2 separate regions of the Mus musculus genome follow, and region 1 is linked to region 2. The links are chromatin contacts, called in public HiChIP or PLAC-seq maps. All regions are on one chromosome and are shown on one strand. The core of a region is the stretch at or near the end of the contact, and the rest is flanking DNA. Distances in the headings are between cores, read along the strand shown.

Region 1 (5,943 bases), core at 1,412-3,911, 170 kb before region 2:
TACTTACCAGGCAGCGTCTCTCTCTTGACCGTAAGAGAAGGAAGGAAGCTATTAATTTAACAGTCTTGGGAGGTAGTAGTGAGTCTGAAATGAAGCATTCTAGAAACTTCTTGGAACTTCTGAAGAGATAAGCTGGAAGCAGTGTCTGGCCAGGGCACCAGGGGTTAGACTCTGCCTTCAGAAACCAGTGCAGTGGATCAGGAGAGAGCAGGGGATCTGTTGGCTGTTTTCAAGCATGGACCCATGACTTACTTTACACTTCCTCAAATTATCATGGAGGAAAACATGTTAGAACATTGTCCAAAATGAAATGTTTGAATACTATTGAATTATTTGAATATTCAACAAAATAATATAATAATTAGATATAATAGACGTTTAGAAATAAGCAAGTGCATGAGGCTGGTCACCAGCATCACACAGTACTGTGCCTACTCTGCTCGTCACTTGCCAGCTGGCCTCCATCTCTGGCCTCCTAAGGATCCGCTTCTAGGGGTCCAACAGACCTGGTTACCAGCAGTCTCCTTGTGTATTGGCCATCTTTACCCTGCCCCCGTCTAACCCTTGCTAGCCTCTGCTAAGGGGCCCAGGAATCAATCCAAAGAGCAGAGTCTCTTAGGCTTTCCTTTCCAGAAAGTAAGTAGATGTCATCTCTGCCTTTGAAAAATCATACTCCAAGAAAGAACAAAGAGGAAGCAGGGTGCCTGCTGATTGAGACCAATGACCTCTAGCCACATACACCTAGTCTCCTATAGAGAGCTGGTCAGCTGTAGAAACCCATGGCCCTTATTTGCTGTTCAGGCCACATCAGCAGAGTATCTTGCTGGGTGGGTTTCCTGAAACAAGAAAATAACTTTGTTTTTTGCAAAACTGAATAACGAACTCTTATAGATACATTGTTAGTGATATTGCTTGCATGATTCTGTCTCACTGGTAGATACATGTATGTTTATTCTGTAGAGGAGGACTAAGCAGGGGGACATATCATTGGATAATGCAGGGATTCTGTAATGCTAAGTGTCAGGCTGTATGGGATGGACACCGGGCTGAGTAGTAGGAGCGAGTGCTGTTAGGATCCTGACCATGCCTTCCATTGACACCATCTCCCGGCAGCTGCGCACAGGTGGGGGATGCCCAAGAGCTATCTGGAGTTGAAGTCCAATTTGTGTCAGATATGAATCTAGGTTCCTTTTATATCTTCCCTTCCTTCTTTCCTTTACAATGCCTTTCTTGGAAAAGGAAACATATCTTTGATATGTGTCTTTTGACATATTTAAAATGATACAACACTAAAAATAATAATGTCATACATAGATTTTAAAGACTTAAGAATTTGTTTTTACTCTTCCTGTGATATTTTGGGACTGTATTTTCAATCATATTTTGGAGTTGTGTTTTTCACAGTTAAGTCTCTTGGGCAAAACTATTTTCTAACTTTCTAACTTAAAATTGTTCATTTTCCAAGATTATATATGGTCTCTTTGAGTTCTAAACTCATTTTGAAAGGGAAACAGTACACCTTTACAAATCCCCATCATCAAATTTTGTAAAGATGGCTTTTTAAAGTTTTCATTTTTCTATTTCAGTGTAAGTTATGTACAGACATGATTTTGAGTCCAGGATTTGTTTTAAATGAACAATGAATGAGTCACTACTTTGATTTTTTGGCAGTGCCGTGATGTGAGAACCAGGGAGGTTGGAATCCAAGAAATTCATCACAGAGTGCGGCCATACCAGGTCAGTCTCCTCTAAATCTGCCCCAAGCCTGGACCCCACCTGCTTACCCCTAACTGAGTGAATAGCTCATTGCAGAAAGTAGCAAGCAGGAAAACCAGCCATGAGAGTCACTGCATTATAGAAGAGCCAGGTAAGGAAAACCAAGGCTAGACCTCATTTTTTCACCAACTCTGCAGTGTGGGAAATGTTCTAAGGTGAAGCTGCTTCATGTTACCCCTAGTCTGTCTGCAGTGACTCTGGAGAGCACAGTAGGGACTCAAGAGTTCCAGTCATTTGATTTAAATGCATTCATGTGTAAGTAGCTGCTTGTGACTAGTGACTGCTTCCTATGGACAGCCTTGCTGCTCTCCGCTATGTAACCTGCAAGTTCTTGTCCTAACTGGCTTTCCCATAGCTTCAGCACAGTGCCCTGGGCATTCTGAGTAGTTCACTTCCATACATCTGTAACATCTAACTCAGTGCAGCATTGTCTGTGAAGCACAATTCTTGGGAATCCCGTGTGTGAAAGGCTGGATTCTGTTCTTAGCATGAACTGTTGCTAAAGGGCCTATTAAGAGGAAAAAGTAGACCTGACACATTAATCATTTTATATACCAAACTTCAAGCTGAGGGGTTGTTTATTTTGCTTTACAGGGTGTGTCTAAATATGTAGAATTCTGGGTGTCCACCTCTTATGCCATACTATTCATAGAATCACCTGTACAGCAGGTTGAAGAGTCAGAATCTGTAGATTTCTACCACTGAAGTTCCCATCCATCCCTCTGTGGTAAACTGTGCTCTATTGATCAATCTTAATGTATTCCTCCCTCACTAGGCCTATTTCACAAGCCCCGCCCAATGTCACACTTTCTAAAATCTAGGAGAGGAGTTCACACGTACACGTACACACACACACACACACACACACACGTACACACAAAGGAGGTTTTAGTGGAAGAAGTAAGAACTAGACAAGGAAACCATTAACTGACAGTTTGAAGGCAAAGTGGGGGAGGGGTCCTAAAAGCCACATGTGTGATTTAATCTGTAGTTTTATCTTAGAGACAGTTTGTGGGACATAAATTTACATAAAAGCATTCACTAAGCTGAATATCTGTAAGAATCTCAAGGTTAATTAAGTTCAAATATTTGTAAAATTGTTCTCCATTTAGAATAGCCCATGAACAATCCTGTGCTACTTGAGAGGAGGCAAATAAAAGCCATAATTAGTGATGATTCATGCTTTGTTCCTAGCTGAACATTAGCCTAAACACATTCCTGCAATTATAAAAATGAACTTGGTTCTTTAGTTCTGAATGAGATGTTTCATGGCTCCTTATCCACCAGGTCGAGTTGGTACGGAGAGATTATGTTGCCAATGGTGGCTGGGAAACTTTCCTGTCCTACGAAGATCCTGATCAGGACATTCTGATTGGCCTCCTAAGGCTGCGGAAGTGCTCTGAGGAAACCTTCCGGTTTGAACTGGGTGGAGGTGTTTCCATAGTCCGAGAGCTACACGTGTATGGAAGTGTGGTCCCTGTGAGCAGCCGGGATCCCACTAAATTTCAGCATCAGGTATCCTGTTTTAATTGGGTTATACTTAAGAAATTGCCTGAAATAGGGAAAGTTAAGGCAGCTGGTGAGGAGAGAAGGGAGAGAGGGTGTGGGAAAGAGGCTTCTTTTCAGTTGTTTTGGGGCAGTCCTTCTCCATGTTGCTCCCATGTGGTTCCAAAGGATAACAGATACACCCCAATTATCAGATTCAAACAAAACTGGTTCACTTCCTGTGGAATCGAATGACAGGAAAGTGATTCACAGGTGTCAGTTGTGTTGTATAAGTAACCCCTAGCAACCTAAAGTTGGAAATCTGTATTTTTCAGTTTCAGGAAAATTTGTTAAAAGCAGTAATAATAGGTTTAGGGTAAACACCAAATGGGATGCTACAACAATTTTACCACGTTCCAAACCCTTTCAAAAGTGGAAGGTGGGTCGAATAAATAAGACCTGTTGCCACAGACTCCTGTCAGCTGGGGCTGCCTAGACCCCAGGCACAGCACCCCGAATGCCACGCTGGCTCTCGATGGAGTGCTGACTAAGTCAGGAGTGTGCTCTGGTTGGGATCCGTGCACTCTTCTGGCTCATCAGTAGAGTTTTATCACTGTTTAAAAGGTGCTGTGCAGCCCTTGCTTACTGGGGTCCCTTCTCTTCCCTTATGCTCCTTCTAGGGGTTCGGCATGCTGCTGATGGAAGAGGCAGAGAGAATCGCTCGGGAAGAGCATGGATCTGGGAAAATGGCAGTTATATCAGGTGACTGGAGAGATGGGTTTCTGACTCATCTGTTCACACTGAGATTCGATCTTTTGCCTCTCCATGATTACTGTGTTCAAATTGATCCAGGCTGACAAGTGAGAGGGACTTATGTCCAAACGTCGGAACATGTCAGAGAGCAGTTAGCTGGGTGAGTGCTTCTAGAAGCACTCTGTTCCTCAGAGCAGCATGCCAGTGTCCTGGGCGCAGTTTCTGCTTGTCTGACCTCAGGTCACTGTGGTCAACCGCTCTGGTGCTTCGTGCCAGCTGCTGTGTGAGGAAATGTGAGTGGTGGGGACCGAGCTGCTGGTTCAGGACGGTTCAAGGCAGAACGGAGTTCATGCTGCTGCCCTTGCCGTTGTCCTGAATGCCAGCGTCTTCATTTGGGACGAGATGGGACGAAGAAGGTTTTCTCTTAGGGACCTACCATGCATTCAGAAATTAAATAGGCAAAACGAAATTTGCAGGAGAAAGATGAATACAAACTAATATAAAATGAGGCAGACACAGGAGCATTCATGAGGAAATGAAGACTAGAAGATGCATGTAAGCCCGAGTGTTTTAGAACTGAGAGTGGGAAGTCGTGGAAATACGCTAAGGGGAGACTGATAAAGTGGGGGTGACTTAGCAGGCCTGTTGGTTCCATCATTAGAGGTGAGGATGTTCTTCCCTCCAGCATGGGCTGAGAGCCTCTCATGGAGTCTTCCAGAGCTCTTCCTGAACCTGCTGTCTTCTCAGTTCCTCCAGCGTTTGCTAAGCCAACTACACAGACTTTTGTTTTCTGAATCCCAGAGACGCGTCCCCATGCTAATAACCAGCACATCTAAATGGTTGGAGAAGGAAACAAAGGGGAGGTTTGGGGGGAAGCAAGAACTGATCATTCACATTTTTCAGTGTGCTGTCCCTATAAGAAAAATTACTAATTACTGTGGGAAACCTAAGATGGCAGAACACAGAATCAAGATTTAGGATAGATTTGACCCCAGAATTTATTTTGTTTTCCTGTTTGACTACCACATCCCAAAAGCTTACTCGTGACCTAAGAATTTTTTTTTCTGAAAATTAAAGCTGAAATGAGGTTTAAAAAAAAAAATCAATAAGAAGTTGCCAGTCAATAAATCAATACTGGTGGCCAGGTCTTCATGATTACCATTACAGAGATATAGTCACACGGCTCACTTAATCATTTAGTCTGGCGTGGGTGTTTGATGTTACCCAGGTTGATAATCTATTTCTTAGCATGTCTAGCTTTTCTTATTTTTCTCCATTACTTTAGTCCCACAACAAAGTGCCTGGCTGAGACTACCTGGCCAGCCCTGATGAGCAATAAGAAAGGTTTCCCTCTTCCAGCTTATCCTGAAGTGGACCAGAAGTACCAGGGAAGGGCAGGCTGCTTCAGAAGGCCTTCTGCCTGTACATCTGGGTGGGGCTGATCCCCACAGAGCTTGCTAAAAGTCATTTTAGCACATCCTAGCTCTTTAGGTCTAGTTGCGGATGGAGAGCCCACAATTGCTAACCAGCCAGTGTGCTGCCTCTGATTGCCCTCAGACCATGGATGAGAAGCTAGACTTTAGTATTCTCCAGATGCCGTCCTTTCTTCCCAGCCATCAAGGTTGTAACTCTGGCCCATAGCCCTACACCCCCAGATGGCACTGAGTCATGTGACTTTCCAGTGTCTTTGAGAGCCTAATCAGGTTTCCATTTTCCATCACTGCCTTTCTGCCATCGTTTTCCCTCAGAAGTATCCACCCAAGGCCCCTGACTTGCCTGAGGTCAAATCTAATTGCACATAAGAGCCTCAGTCTGTTTTTCTCTGAGCAGGGTGTCTTTCTGAGTGGGAGTCAGTCAGCATCTGTCCTCACCAGCTTTTTATCATCATCTAAATGATAGCTCAATTTCATGTCATCTGCATGGTGAATT
Region 2 (6,340 bases), core at 1,651-4,150:
TTTCACTCTATCTTGTTGTAGAAGCTGGGGGAACAGATTTGAGCTACCACACTGTTTCACTGAGTTGGAGGGACTTGGGCACAGCTCTTCGTACCTGTACAGAGAGCGCTTCCTAGCTATCTCCCCAACTCCTATAGAATGGGAGCATATACATTTAAGAGTTTCATACCATACTCTTGAGATGCACAGCACTGCACATCTATTAGCGGTCTACTTGGTATTTCTAAATCCACTGGCCTCAGGCTGGTGAGTGAGTGACAACCTGCGTCTGACACACTTGGTAGAAAGAAAGAAAGAACTAAGTCCTGCAAACTGTTGACCTAGATACATGTACTGTGACATGCACACCCACACCCAAAACTTAAATAAATAACATAGAATTTTTAAAATTGCAAATCAGCTGTCCAGATAGTAAAGTTTGAATTCTTGGGGCATTCTAACTATTGTATTTTTCTAAAGGTTTAAAAAAAAAAGTGACATTTAAATAAAAATCAGCCAATCAAGAATCAGGGCTGGACCCCTCTCCACAACATCCGGTAATGGAGCATGGGGCCTCTTACTGTTGTGAGTAACAGATGTAACAGGATCATGGAAGGGAAGAATAATGATCTCAAGTAACAGAGCCATTTTCATACTCCAGCGATGGGCCAGAGCAGCAGGTCATCCGATCCGGTTTCCAGCAAATAACAAATGAATCTGATCAGCAAATATGCCCGTGGGTCTCATGGCCCAGCTGGCATTCAACGGGGTGACAGAGGCGGTTCAGTGCTGCTGAGGGAAAGGAAGGAGTTCACAGCTCTCCCCAGCAACAGGCGCCCCGCCCCGCCCCGCACCGCCCCATTCCGCCCCTCCTCCCAGTTCTCACAGAAACACAGCACCCTTTGTTCCTAACTGTCCTGCTGGCTTGACTCTCTAGAACAAGACAGTGATCAGCACAGAGCCTAGCACCCAGGAAGGGCTCTCATCTGAAAACCTCAAACACCAAGAGCTCGTGTATAGTGTCATAACATTGAAAATTCCACACGTGACTACATGTGAAAACACGGGCATGTTAAAAATAACGTGCAAGGAGCTCCAGAGACCACCTGGCAGTTAAGAGCAGTCTCTCACATAAGATCAGGATTCATTCACTCAGCTCCCAGCACCCACGTGGCAGCTCACAACCAACAGGTCCAGGAGATCCAACCACCCTCCTGACCTCAGAGGCCACTAGTTATGCACATGACACATACATACATGTAAGCATTCATACATACATACATACATACATACATACATAAACATGCACAGTGAGCGAGAAATGGTAAAATTATGTTTAAGGTATGTGACTATGAAACAGATGACTCGGGGTTCAGACACGGATTTCTGCAGATGTTCCCAGTTTGGGGGCAGGGTGGAATAACTGATAAGCTTCTCTTCCCAGAAGCCTCTGCTGAAGAATATTCAACCAGCAGCGCTGGGACTACAGAGCCTTTTGCAGACTGTCATACTTTGCTTGTCACTCAAGGTTTGTTATTTCAATCAAATCTTCTCAGGGCCCAGATTCAAGAATAGTTTGGGGCCGGGAAAAATGGCTCAGTGGTTAAGAGTACTTGCTTCCAGCAGAGGATCCTGTGGAGTTCCCAGAACCCACATGGCAATGCACGACCATCTATAATTCCAGTTCTAGGGGATTTGATGCCCTCTGCAGGCCTCCTTGAGCACTGCATGCAAGTGATACAGGCAAAACACTCATACACATAAAACAAATAAAATTGCAAATGAAACAAAAAAATAGTTCTAAAAAGGACCTGCTGCTTCCCCTGACGTGAAGGTAGACATCAAAGCAAGGCAGAAGGCTGGAAAGAGGACCCTGCTGTTAAGGGCATTTGCTGCTCTTGCAGAGGACCCAGGTTCAATTCCCAGCACCCACATGGCAGCTCACAACCCCAATTCCAAGGGTTCTTGTGCCTTCTTATGGCCTCTGTGGGTATTGCACACATGTATAAACATACATGCGTATAGGCAAAACACTCATACACATTTTTAGAAAAAGTAAAGCAGTTTTTTTGGTTGTTAGACATATTTTAATGTGTCTGAGTGTTTTATATGTGTACCATGTCCGTGCCTGGCTCCCACAGAGGTCCGCAGACAATATCTGATCACCTAGAACTGGCGTCCCAGATAGACGCGAGCCAACATATGGAGACTGAAAACAGAACCCAGGATCTCTGCAAGAGCAACAAGTGTCCTTATCCACTGAGCCATCTCTCCCGCCCAAGGCAGGGCCTTAGACAGCACTCAAACTCTGCTCTAAGACTGATTTCATAAGAGGCAGGCCTTATAGTGCAGGCAGGGTTGTGATCCCAGCTAACCGGGAAGTTGAGGCAAGAGGATTCCAAGTTCAAGGCCCGACTAAGCTACACAGTAAGTTCAAGGCAAGCCTGGGGACTTAGTGAGACTCAGTTTCAAAGTTTTTAAAAGATGAAAAGGAGGGGGGGGAGCCAGCATTGAAATAGCATGCACCAAAGCTCTGGGTTCAACCCCTAGCTCTGAACACACACACACACACACACACACACACACACACACACACACACACACAGAGGAAAAGAACGGGCAAAAAGCAGGTAATACATGTATAGGTGCAATCCCTATAGTCCTGAGGAGGCTGAAGCAGGGGAGAACAGCCTAGACAACACAGTAAGAAGATCCTGTTTCAACCAGCAGAAAGTAAATACATACATAACAGAGAGGGAATGTTATGGTTAAACCTGACTGAAACTGGGCTCAAACTCCTCCCCGGAGGAGACAGGGAGATAAAGGAGTGCTGACTTGGCACTCTCCCCAGAGCCAGGCAGGTCTCAGGGGAGGGGACTAGGAGCAGAGTCTCCCCGGGGAGACAGGCCCCAGACAGCTGGCAGCTCTGTGGCTTTTCCCGGCAAGCTTCGGAGCCTGGTGCTGGAGCTCAAAGGGCAAACACTCAGGTGGTTCCCTGTCTACTCTCAATTTAACAGACAATTTGGGGGCTGCTGTTCTTTCCTACCCCAGTAACCCAATAAAACATGGAGGATGGCTCAGGGGAAAAGGTGCCTGTCACCAAGCCCAGGGACCTGAACCACATCCCTGGGTCTCACATGGTAGAAGACTAGAACCACCTCCTGCAGACTAGGCTGTGTTCTGGCCGAACTCCACACGCACATGCGAGGTACAGGCACAGGCACACAGTAAGTGAATGAAAGATCATTTTTAATTTGGAGGGACAGTTGTACCCCTTTTTGCCGTGGAGAAAGCAGGGTCCCTTAAGAAAGCCACTCATTTGCCCAAGATCACCTTAGGAACCCGGTGGGGGAACATTTACAGTCTTGGTGGCTCCTCCTGGGTTTGGTTCTCCCTTCTCCAGGAATTGAGGGGTAGGAAGGGTGACCCAGGAAAGAAGGGGCCTCTGGCGAAAGGAGAGCAGGTGACATTTTCCTCCTTGAAGAGAAGCAGAGCATAGGATATAATTCTTTTTTCTTTCTTCTTTTTCCAAAGAAGTGCTTAGAGCAAGTGCCCTTTAGAACGTGGTCACCATTTGAACGGATTAACCTCAGACCCTGGTGATGCCAAATGAACAGAATGGCTGCTGACGGTGAGCCCACTTGGAAGAGGAGGCTGCAGGGTTCAGACGTCACTCCCTGACATTACCACATTCCCTGACAAGGCCAAATAAACAAGCAGAGGGCTTGGCGGAAGAGGCAAAGTACCTGGCGACGCTCCTGGCTGAAATCAATAGGTCACCCGGCAGCCCTGCACCTTCCCTGTGGCGGAGAACCAGGCTCCGGGTGCCAGCAAATGTGCCGGCGATTCAGGCACCAGGCTGGAGTGTGAGACTTACAACTAACAATGACAAACAGTGTGCGCACATGCAAGGAATACTGTGCCTGCACAGACACTCAACAGGGAGGGTGGAGATCAAGGCACTAACTAAGTACCCCTCAGGAATCAGTGTCCACTCCAGAAGCCACCAGCAACCACCACCTTCAAGTCCGAAGCTCCGCACCTCACCTGTGAGGGTGAGACTGCATCTGCCTCACTGAGCCAATGCCTGCACACTGCGCCAAATCCAGAAGGACCATGTTCCTCTCATGGCCGTGAGGCCCGTGCTAAATAACATAGCAAGTGACTCTGAGCTCTGCACAGCCACTGTCCACCAACAGCCATCTAGGAACTGGCATTGCACCGGGGTACCCGACCAGAACCTGAAATACAACTACTTACTCTCAAGGGAATCCAGAAGCCTACCATGGGTGAGCCACTAATTAACTGGAATCCCAACCAAGCTGACTTCAGCAAGCTAGGGGAAAAGAAATCCAACCTCTTGCTCTTAGAGGCCTCCTGGCCAGCAAACCCCCTGGGGTCAGTCCTCAGTGCATACTCAATGCAAGCCTAGACATTTAGGGAGTCCAGAGAGAGGGAATGTCTGTCTCCCACATGACCAGGCGCCTGTCACCTCTCTTCAGCCACGGTCTGCTCCCCTGCTCACTCCCCTGTGCCTACATCTGTCTTGGGGCCCTGCCCAGGGTGTTCAAGGCTGACTGCCAAACTTCCCCGGGGTGTGGCCTGGCCAGCCTCGTGGAGCAGATCCGGCCCACACTGGCGCTAGGACGCACTTGAGCACTGACTCACCAGAAACCTGGGGCCAGCAGTACCACTGAGCAAAGCCCCAGACCCTAGCCATCTGCTGACACGGCTGTGTCAGGGCCTAGGTCCTGAAGACAATGCTAAGTGGAGGAAGAAGACAAGGATGGTTCCAACCCTGCCCAGAGTAGAGGCACAGGCGCGCGCACACACACACACCTATGACCTAAGAGCACAGGTGCTCATGGCTACTTCATTAGAACGGTTGGTTACAACATCAACAGACAAGCACGGAATAGGAAACTTGACACACAAACCACAGTCTTTCAGAGGCTATGTTCAGGACCAGTCCAATAGCTTTGCTGATTCAGCTACCCAAGCTCCAGTAACTCGATGTGCAGTTCGAAATTTGTACTTCATTTAATCCTCCTAGATAATTCACAAGATATGTGCCCTGGCCATCCCCATTTCCCAGATAAGCAAACTGAGCCCCAGTGAGTTTGAGCAATTTTCCAGAACCACAGACACAGAAATGACAGCTCTCAGCTGGGAGTTCAGATGATCTGATTCCAAGAGGCCTGAACTCTCAGGACAGCCAAGATGGTCACTCACAAATGAGCAGAGGCCAGGCTGCCTAGGCGGGATGACTCCTGAGGTTTCTTGTTAAAGATCTTAACTCACAGCGAGGTCAAAGTGGCATGGGTGGTTGTGGCAGGAAAGGGGAAAGGGGCCCTGGGGCAGTGATCCAGGATGGGGCTTCCCCCAACAGCAGGGCCACCAGAGGAGAAGGCACATATCAGCCCCGGCAGCAAATGAGCTCACTGCTCGACTTTGTGACCTTCAGGAAAAAAAATAAGGCTGCTTTGTTATGCCTTGGTTACTACACCTGTGACATGGTAAAACACGCACGCGCACACACTCACACACAGTTTTTCAAGACAAGGTTTCTCTACATAGCCCTGGCTGTCCTGGCACTCACTCTGTAGGCCAGCTAGACTCAAACTCGGAAAGCCTCCTGCTCCTGCATCCTGAGTGCTGGGACTAAAGGTGTGTGCCACCACTTCCCGGCTGGGGAAATAGTTCAATGAATAAAGAGCTGTAGGGATCAAAATCTGGATTCCTAGAACCCATGTAAACACTAGCCAGACATGGCAGCCCACTTCTAAATCCAGCAATTAGAAGCAGAGCTAGAGGGTCCCACAGAGTAAGCTGGCTAGCTGGATTATCAGCCAGATCGCTCTAGGTTCAGTTGTGAGATTGACAAGAGGAATACAATTGAGAGCAATCAAGGCTCCCAACCTTGGTCTCCACAAAGACAGACACAAGCACACACACACACACACACACACACACACACACACACACACACACGGAGGGGGTGCCTTGATTTTTGCAGTCTCAAAACTCTTCTTCCTAAACAATCTGATTCCCCAGGCCTGAGAGAGAAGATAATGAGGAAATGCGTGTCAAGTACAGAGCTCAGCTATGCAATGAATGTCTCTCTCTCTCTCTCTCTTTCTCTCTCTCTCTCTCTCTCTCTCTCTCACACACACACACACACACACAGCCAACACCTATAAATAGGTATAAATTTGCTGGTCAATTAAAAATACACACACACACACAGCCAACACCTATAAATAGGTATAAATTTGCTGGTCAATTAAAAATAAAGAAAACAGGGATCTTTAAATCAGAAAGAAAAAAATTGTTTAATATATCATATGGAGCAATGAGTTGG

What was found. HiChIP or PLAC-seq counts read pairs in DNA pulled down with a chosen protein or histone mark.
Region 1: a contact with region 2 is called in an H3K27ac HiChIP or PLAC-seq map of T-cell acute lymphoblastic leukemia, with 2.8 times the contacts expected there. The contact joins two enhancer-like sites. A contact is called at or near these places in 1 of 484 Hi-C or Micro-C datasets (the G1E-ER4 cell line), 7 of 115 datasets of contacts at active chromatin or transcription factors (T-cell acute lymphoblastic leukemia, a beta-TC-6 cell line, embryonic stem cells and 1 more) and 1 of 9 other capture datasets (embryonic stem cells).

Annotation. Positions count from the first base shown.
Region 1 is chr14:65,545,214-65,551,156 of GRCm38.p6, reverse strand. It overlaps Elp3 (elongator acetyltransferase complex subunit 3), which reads left to right. Exons shown (of 15, transcript NM_001253812.1): 12 at 1,672-1,737; 13 at 3,064-3,291; 14 at 3,942-4,023. Among named protein-coding and RNA genes, the nearest start is that of Elp3, 45 kb to the left of the region's middle. Within about 2 kb of position 2,661, at least 11 of the 459 cell types and tissues checked have an H3K27ac peak or open chromatin away from gene starts, as enhancers often do. A contact at or near this core is called in the G1E-ER4 cell line and T-cell acute lymphoblastic leukemia, where this site is marked.
Region 2 is chr14:65,373,236-65,379,575 of GRCm38.p6, reverse strand. The region is part of intron 1 of Zfp395 (zinc finger protein 395); the gene reads right to left. Among named protein-coding and RNA genes, the nearest start is that of Zfp395, 18 kb to the right of the region's middle. Within about 2 kb of position 2,900, at least 223 of the 459 cell types and tissues checked have an H3K27ac peak or open chromatin away from gene starts, as enhancers often do. A contact at or near this core is called in the G1E-ER4 cell line and T-cell acute lymphoblastic leukemia, where this site is marked.